Regions from separate parts of the Mus musculus genome. Here region 1 is linked to region 2. Evidence: chromatin contacts called from public HiChIP or PLAC-seq data. All regions are on one chromosome and are shown on one strand. The core of a region is the stretch at or near the end of the contact, and the rest is flanking DNA. Distances in the headings are between cores, read along the strand shown. Region 1 holds the start of Epc2 (enhancer of polycomb homolog 2). Region 2 overlaps Orc4 (origin recognition complex, subunit 4).

What was found. HiChIP or PLAC-seq counts read pairs in DNA pulled down with a chosen protein or histone mark.
Region 1: a contact with region 2 is called in an H3K4me3 HiChIP or PLAC-seq map of bone marrow-derived macrophages, with 5 times the contacts expected there. The contact joins the promoter of Epc2 here to the enhancer-like site in region 2. A contact is called at or near these places in 5 of 39 promoter capture datasets (the C10 cell line, cranial neural crest, frontonasal cranial neural crest and 2 more), 3 of 484 Hi-C or Micro-C datasets (the MC3T3-E1 cell line, the N1E-115 cell line and cerebral cortex), 15 of 115 datasets of contacts at active chromatin or transcription factors (the 230-238 cell line, the NIH/3T3 cell line, the SCID.adh cell line and 9 more) and 2 of 9 other capture datasets (adipose tissue and pancreatic islet).

What each region holds. Positions count from the first base shown.
Region 1 is chr2:49,449,674-49,453,993 of GRCm38.p6, reverse strand. Epc2 (enhancer of polycomb homolog 2) reads right to left here and starts at 2,508. Exons shown (of 14, transcript NM_172663.4): 1 at 2,036-2,508. The coding sequence starts at 2,188.
Region 2 is chr2:48,923,667-48,927,996 of GRCm38.p6, reverse strand. It overlaps Orc4 (origin recognition complex, subunit 4), which reads left to right. Exons shown (of 14, transcript NM_011958.4): 8 at 750-901. Among named protein-coding and RNA genes, the nearest start is that of Orc4, 23 kb to the left of the region's middle. Within about 2 kb of position 3,011, at least 12 of the 459 cell types and tissues checked have an H3K27ac peak or open chromatin away from gene starts, as enhancers often do. A contact at or near this core is called in bone marrow-derived macrophages and microglia, where this site is marked.

The sequences.
Region 1 (4,320 bases), core at 1,259-3,758, 530 kb before region 2:
ATGGATATATGTAGGTTCATGTATGTATGTATATTATATGCATGTGTGAATGCTAAATCATGATTCATGTGCTTGAATGAAGATCTCTCACAGAAATCTGCCCATAGTTATAATAGTTAATTAACACAGGACAAAAAAAATAGTATTTCAGGTGTAGCTATGTTTTAAAAAACAAAACAGCCGGGCGTGGTGGTGCACGCCTTTAATCCCAGCACTCGGGAGGCAGAGGCAGGCGGATTTCTGAGTTCGAGGCCAGCCTGGTCTACAAAGTGAGCTCCAGGGCAGCCAGGGCTACACAGAGAAACCCTGTCTCGAAAAACCAAAAAAAAAAAAAAAAAAAAAACAAAACAAGACAAAACAAAAATATCCTGAGTATCAAAAAAGGCCTATACTTATAACTCACAAAAGTAATTTTAAAAAATTTATATCACATTTATTTAAAATTCTTAGTACAGTATCTTAGATCTAAACAGGAGATAGTATAAACAGTAACTACCACTATACAACATTCAAGAAGAAATGACAGATTGATTAAATGATCATCTGATTTTTCAACTGGCAGACCTTAGGCAAAAGATAGCAAACATAAGGAAGTAAAACGACGTAAAAACACACGTCCGAAGGAAATGGCTAAGAGAAAGACGTGATCAGCAAAGACAGTACCACGCTACCAAACGCAGTTTCTAGATCATCTATCGGAGACTGCCAGAAGGTAGCTCAAAATCAAGTCAATAACCTCATAAGCAAACTTCTCAAACACGATTCGGTACTATCTGAATCTTAGGCATAAAAGCTGAGTTTTAATTTCCTGAAGGTTTAAAAAGAGGTCTTATTTAATATTCTACTGAAAATGTTAAATCAGGTAATCAAACACCAAAAAGAAATGTGATTAAGTCAAAGCACCAACACAGTGAGGTCAGAATTCGAGCAGCCAATCAAATGCTTAAAGGCATTTCCTGCAATATTAATAGTCAAAAGAGAAAGCCAATCACAGAAACCTCCAGCTTTCTTTTGACAGTAACAGAAGCTAGGGAGCCAATCCACACACACCCGTGGTTGACAATAAGGCGGGACTGAAGGTTCATTGAAGAAATTCTTCAGGGTGCAGTTACTATGAACTCCGCACACAAGTAACAACACTCCAGAGTCGTAAACACTGTCAAATCGGAGGAAATTCAGTCTTGGGTATAACTTAACCCCCGGGAAGAAGGAAACAGCATTTTGTCCAAATTTTAACATCTGGTCAAAAACGCAACTGTCAATGCGGACGCTCTGAGCCCTCAAGTTGTAAACAGCCATCCCGCATGCAACTTCCCCGGACGCTCGCTGCACGGGAAGCGCGGGCCTGGAGGCCAGTTTCAAGCATTCGGGCTCCGTCCTAATTCCGCACAACCGAGGAGGGGCCAGCCCGGCAGGCGAAGCCGGCGTGCAGATCAGAGGACTCGCTAACGCAGAGTCCGGACCGGGGGTCGCTGCCCGGCCGCAGGGATGCATCGCCTACTCCCGCGGCACCTCTAGCGGGCAGCGCAAACCATCACCCATCACCCCACTAGCAGGAAGATGCATGTTTTGAAAGAGCTCTACTTTCCCGAGATCGTTTGTTTCAAAGGCAATTTCGTGCACGCACAAATTTTAAAACGCAACGAAAATAGCGCCTTAGCCCAAGGACCCTTTCTCGACCCATTAACCCCGCTCCCGGCGAGATGTCTACGAGGTAAACAGAGGCTGTACGCCAAGTGCGGGCCGGCGCATCCCTGCGCCATTCCCGGCCGCTGCTTACGGCAGGGCCCCCTTACGGCAGCGTAAGCGGCGCCGAGAGCTAATCACAACACTGGGACGCAACAACATGGCGGCCGCGGGCGGGCGCTGCGCCGGCCGACGGGTTTACGCTACTCCGCCGGCGTAGGGTCCGGAGCGCGCAGCGGCAGCGGCGCCCTCCAGCGAGCGTAGAAGCGCTCTGTGAATGGCGAGGCCCGGCTGACAAAGGGGAGGGGGGAGGAGGGAAGGGGGGGGTAATAAACACTCGAGTCCCTACCGATTCCTCCTCCTTCTCCATCCCGGTGGGCATCTGGGGCACGGCCCGGTTGATGGAGACGCAGTCGTTGAGATCAGGCATGTCCTTGCCGCGGTAGATGGGCAGCGGTTTGGCGGCGTCCAGCGCCCGCGCTCGGAAGGAGAGTTTACTCATTGTCTCCCCGCCTTACAGGAACAGCCCGGGCGGCGGCGGCGGGGCGGGCGGGGAGGGGGGGGGAGCACTCCCGCCGCCTCCTCCACCTCCTTCCTCAGTGCAGCGCGGCCGGCCCGCTCCTCCTCCTCCTCCGCAGTGCCCCCGGCCCCAGCATGGGCGCCCACCCCGCCCCAGAACAGCCCCCCGCCGCCCGCGGCCGCTTCCACACTCTAGATCCGCCGCTCGCCCGCCCGATCCGCTCCCTGCGCCATGGCCAACATGGCGGACATTACCACAGCGGCGGCGAGCGATCCCGGCAGCCCGCGCGAGAGCGCGCCCCCGCCTCGGGGACGCGCGTCGCCCTCTCCCTCCCTCCCTCCCTCCCTCCTTCCTTTCCCTCCCCTGCCTGCCCACCCACTCTCTCCGCGGCGAGGCGCGGCCAGCCCAGCCGGCGAGAGCGAGCCGAGTCCCGGTGGCCCTCCTCGGCGGGACGCTCGGCACGCAGGCGGGGCGGCAGGTGCCAGGTGCGCTCGGTCCCCGGCTCCGGAGCGGGCGCCTCGGTGCCTCCGCCGCCGACTCGCTCCGCGCGGGGCTCCCTCGGGAAGGCTCAGTGCCTAGGACCGCTCGCCTCGGGGGGACAGGAGGCCTCCGCCCCCGGGCCACCGGCCGCCCCTCGAGTCTGCACTTGGACAGCTCTGCTCGCCCCGGCGCCTGCTGGCTGGTTTCGCGCCTCGGGTTTGCGCATCCCCGGGGAGGTCCGACAAGTCCGCTGCGTCTGCCCACGCCGAGAGGCACAGCCCTGCTGCGTCTCGCGCCCTGAGAACTTGGGCAGTCCCTGTCCAGAGGAGCTCTCCAGAGTTAGGCACCGCCGAGAGGATGCTCGGGTAGACAGGAGGGTCAGTAGTTGGAGACTGCTACTTGAAATAGTTGCTGGACGCGGCAACAAGCGGACTTGCACCTGTCATCCAAACTTTCTTAGTTTGATGGTTGGCATTTCTTGAAATCTCTAACCAAAGTATGTGAAAACACTGGTTACAGTGACGACTCAAAAAGAGTTTAATAAAGTTCCGGACTCCAATTAGTTTGCGTGTTACTGTGTTACAACTAAACTGCTGGATAATTAGTAACAAGAGTCGTAACTACTTGAAAGGGCAGCTGCAAAGATGATGGGCCAAAAAAAAAAAAAAAAAAAAAGTAAATTCTTGAAGAAAATGATACAGACCACACAAAAGAGTGATGGAAAGTTAATTACCACATGACATCTATAGTCAGTTGCTGTGACAGGTCAAAGAAATTAGACATAGTTTTGGCCAGAAGTGGTTTGCAAAAGCTCTGCAAAAAGGAATCAAATTGACTCAATTAAATACTAGTCACTATTGATACAAACCTTTGTTGCAGTTTCTTAGTCTTTAAGCAGTACATGTTTCTAAGCAAATTGCCTCACTGTGCAACAGTTTTACCATTTTCTAATCATTGAAAAATACCCTACCTAGCTCATAAAAGGGTAGATGGTTTGCTAAAGTCCAACAATAAAAACGGGTTTCTTTGTCATGTCTTAATATAGCAAAACCATCTATCTCTCTTCATTGCCACCCATTATTTTTCTCTATTTTCTTCTCTCCCTGCTTTTTTTTCCCTCCCTCTCCCCCCCTCCCCCTTGTCTCCAGCTTTTCCTTTGAAAGCTGAATGGTGAATATTGACTTCCTGGTAACACAAAATAATCTAACCAGTCTGTCCGGGGACACTTTGGGATGTTATTCAGTGGCTTTGTTTTATGTCCACTTGTTACTGGTAACAATGCAAACAGACTGTGGCTCAATTCTTGTAAGCAACACCTTTCACATGGTTGTGAGCCTGTGCTGTTGTGAGTGTTACCCTCTGGCGTAGTTCCAATCCTTTGTAAGGAAGAACAAGAAGTTCTCAGAAGGGGGGCTGGGGGGGTCATTATTGAGTACTAGTCTGAAAATCAGGGGGAACAGTGTTTGAAAAAATGAGTCATTGGGGCCTTTTATCTGGATTCTCACCCCTTCTCAGGCTCAGAGACGGTAGCTTCTTTCCAGTCTCTCTGCCTAATGTTACACTCAGAAAAAGAAGTGTGGACATTGTGTGTGTGGGGGGGGGGGTATAGTCCCAAGTAGTTGAAATCCACTCAA
Region 2 (4,330 bases), core at 1,762-4,261:
GGAGACATTTTTTTTTGTTTTTTTTTGTTTTGTTTTTTGTTTTTTTTGTTTTTTTTGCCAAAATTATCTTTATTCTCAGATCATTTTGTTTTATTATCGAAATAGATAAACCTCTTAATCTTTGCTTGAAAGATTTTACATAAATGTAAATTATGTATTCTTAAAGTCTTAATTTTCTATTAGAGAAGTTTCCATTCAAAGTAAAAAGAGAATGTATTGAGTCCTACTGAACGTTTCCTCCTGAATGAAATGTTAAAACTTGGATTAAAAAGAATTATTGTGGGTTTTTTTACCTTGTTTTTTAAATTACACTTTATATTCTAGATGGTGTTTGTAGAGATAACTTAAATGGCTGAAAATTTGTCTTATGAAACAGTTTTTATTCATTAGTGACTCCTAGAGTGTTTGATAATACTGAAAAATTGTAATTATTATTATTTTTTTATTTATTATTGTAATTATTAAGGAACTACATTTTCATAATTATAAAACTATGTTGCAAATTAATTTTCTCAATTTATTTCATCAAACTGCTAGACTCCTGTAAACTGCTTTACAACAATGGCCATCTTTGTCCTGAGTCTAACTTCTTATGTAGAAGTAAGCCTGCATGTGTAAATGCCCTGCCCAGAGTAACTTACCAATGTGTGTTGACCTGAAATTTAAACTGAGGTATAACATTTTGAAAATACAAGAAAAGTTTATGTAATTTCTTGTCAATCTAAACTCTTTTTTTTTTCTTTTTTTAGGTGACCGGACTAGCAGTTGCCCAGTGATCTTCATACTGGATGAATTTGATATTTTTGCTCATCAGAAAAATCAAACACTCCTTTATAATCTTTTTGACATTTCTCAATCTGCACAGACACCAGTAGCAGTTATTGGACTTACATGTAGATTGGTAAGTCTGTGTAGATTTCAAAAATTCAATCTTCATTATACTGACATGTTATTTAACTTAATATTTTTGAAATTTATCTTTCTTCCATTCTTTATACATTAATACTGCTTTCCAGTTGAGGTAAACAAGAAAAGATTGCTACATGTTCTATAAACTATGATTTTAGTCCTACCAGTGAAATGGAATAAAACTCTAAAATACGAATTAAGTGAGATATCTACTCTGGCAAGTAAAGGATCAGTTATGTAATAGCAGTAATATTTTATACAAATTGGTAATATATTTTACTTTTTCATACAAGATTAATTTTCAATTTGGAATAAAACAGTCGAATGAATTCTTGCTTTGGCATAGGTTTTTAAATGGTCTTACCTGAATTCCTAAGTAAGGAAAATTATAGACACTTACATGAGTCTTTCTGTGTTTAACTTTTTTGCTGTTTTGTTTTTGTCTAATCCTGAGAACTAAATCTAAGACATTACACATAGTAGACAAGCACTGTTACTACTGAATTGTATTCACTATTTTGATAGCAAAATTCACTTATAAGTTGCTCTGACTGTCCTTTAACTTATTGTAAGTCTCAGAAAGATCTTGATTTTGTGATCACTCTGAGGACAGGTTACAGGATTATACTACCAGAACTATCTGTATCTACGGTGTGCACTCCTGTATACATGTAAAACTGAGAACCTTCTTTTCTCTAACTTACTGTAAATGCTATGTCTGCAAATTTCTTCACGGTTCCCATTTCCCAGCTTCTTATTTCGTAGTTTTATTTCAGGCTTGCTCATTTCTTTATTTTTTTCCTACAGCTCTTTTTCCTTTTTATAAATGTTCTTTCAGTTGGTTAATTCATCTTTTAACAATCCTCCCTCTGTTTTTTTATGAAATTTTCACTTTATTGCTTTTCTCTGAAATTTCTGTCTTTGACATGTTTTTAAATACTCTTTGGTATACTTCATGTGCTTTGAGATCATTCTTTTGTATTTATCATTGATACTTACTCTACTTATCTTCTCCCCAAATAAGAAGCTATCACCAGGCTAAAAGAAACACATCTTTCTTTAAAGAAACGGATAGGGAACTGGAGCTGAGCTTGTCAGATGGGAGGAACAAAATCAAGTCCTCAAAATATACTTATTTGCCTAAAGGGAATGGGCCTGACAACCCACTTGCAATCCCAGAAGTCTAAGACCTACCATGTATCTCTAGCGCAAGCTATCTGACCAAACTAGTCTAATTGGTGGACTTGGGGGTTAAATTGAGAATCTATGCCTCAATGAACAAGAAAGATGGGAAGCCATGATGAATACTCTTGACCTCAAACTCAGGCCTACACACATATACACACACACTCATATATATGCAAAGCATGACACATATACATAAGAAAATAATCCTTTGGGTGAAAATATCATGAAGATTTGAATTCAGACTTCAACACACATAGATGTGGGCCACTTTAAACAAGCACTGGGGAGATATATACAGAATTTTTGTGCCTTCTTAGCCAGCCTATCTAGCTAAATAAGCAACCCTTGGGCTCAGTGAGAGTCTTGCTGTTTCTGTCCTTTTTTTTGTATGTGGATGCAATAGGTATGTAAAAGGTACATGTACTGTAGCATGTATGTGAACAACAGAATAACTTTTAGGAGTCCCTTTTCTCCTTCTACCATGTGAGTCTGGGGATCAAACTAAGGACCTCAGGCTTGGTAGAAAGTGTCTTTACCTTCTGAACCGGCTCACTGTTCCTGAGAATCCCTGTCTTAAAAACTGTAAACCAGAGAGCAGTTGAGCCTAACACCCAGTCTTAACCTCTGGCCTCAAACACGTTCCATATACAAACATTCATGAGTAGCTTATGCATATTTTTCTAATTCTGTATTTCTTTTATGTTGAATCATGCTCATATATATTTATAGAAATATATATAGAGAGAGAAAAACCAAAGAATAGGTATAAAAACAGTTGCTATGTCAGCAAGAAACCCTTCTTTTTAAAATTTCACTTTAGTGTTTGCTTTTGCTTTATCATCCCTGTAGCCTTGTATTTGTAACTTCTGTCATTACTGACTAACACTGGAGCAGCTTCTCAGTTCCTTCTTTTCTCCATTCTCGGAAGCAAGATTTTTTTCTTTGCAGTTCCTTCTTACTTATTTGGAAGGTGCATGCCATGGTGGACATGTGACTGCCCAGTGGCACCTTGGAGGAGCTGGGTCTCCTCCTAGTGCCGTGGGTTCCTGGAATTGAATACAAATCCTCAGCCTTGACTTCAGGGGCCGTTTCACTCTTAGCCATCTTCCCAGCACCCAAGTACAGGTTCTTAATATTTGCTTAGAGTTTGCTTTATTAATCATTGCCTTTCCACTACTTATTTATACAAGTAACTTACAACTTCTCTTTAGTAGAAAATAAATTGGTGTGTATACTAAATTTAGATCTTTCCATCTTGTCCCTATAATTCAGCAGTTGTCACTATAATACATTTAAAAACATTTGAGGTATTTGTTTTTCTCTCTTTGCTATTTGACTTCCTAAATAACCTAAGATTACTGAAATTTTTCATGCATATCATGGCTTATTAACCCTTTTGCTTGTTTTACTTTGTTAGGATCATTCAGGTAAAAAACAAAAAAATACATTTCTGGAGCCAGTACCTTTTTAAAAAAGAAAATTTTATTGTAGAAAATCAATTCTTGTTGGAGATAGTAGTATAATGAGGCTCTCTCCAGCATTTATTTAGTAATTTTAATAACTACATAAAATGATCTAATCTATGTCTGTCTTCCCTGTAAAATGTTGAGGCAAAACAATAATAATTTCATCTCATGGTTATGTTTTTCAGTATATTGTAAGAAGATGAGAAATACTCGAAGTTCATTTGCATTTAGTTCCACCTTAAAAATAGACAATAATTGGATGGAGAAATGGCTCAGCCTGTAAGAGCATTTGTTCTCATTGGAAAGGATGAGAACTCAGTCCTTCCACTCATCACAGCAGCTTGATAATACTGTAGTTCATCAAATAGAATTTTGCTCCATTGTACATCATGTTTCTTGAAGTTCTTAAACAAAATCATGAAGATATCTGAATTTTTGTTAATGGTAGCAAATCTCATAGCATTTTGTTACCTCAGATTTTTTTGTGAATTTTTTTGTAGGCTGTGCAGAATTCCACACTGGTGTGCTTAATGTCTCTCTGATCAGGAACAGTAGCTGTTTGTATGTCCTTAGTAGGTTTGAGAATGTTAGCACTCGATAATGAGGCCAAAATGCAATCACAATGATACTGGTGCCTAGAAAGGAATCATTTAGTTCAGTAGTTATCAATTTGTGGTTTGCAACCCATATCGGGGTTGAACAACGCTTCTACAGAGATCAAAGGGGTAAGCTGAGACCATCCTTCATATCAGATATTTGTAGTATAA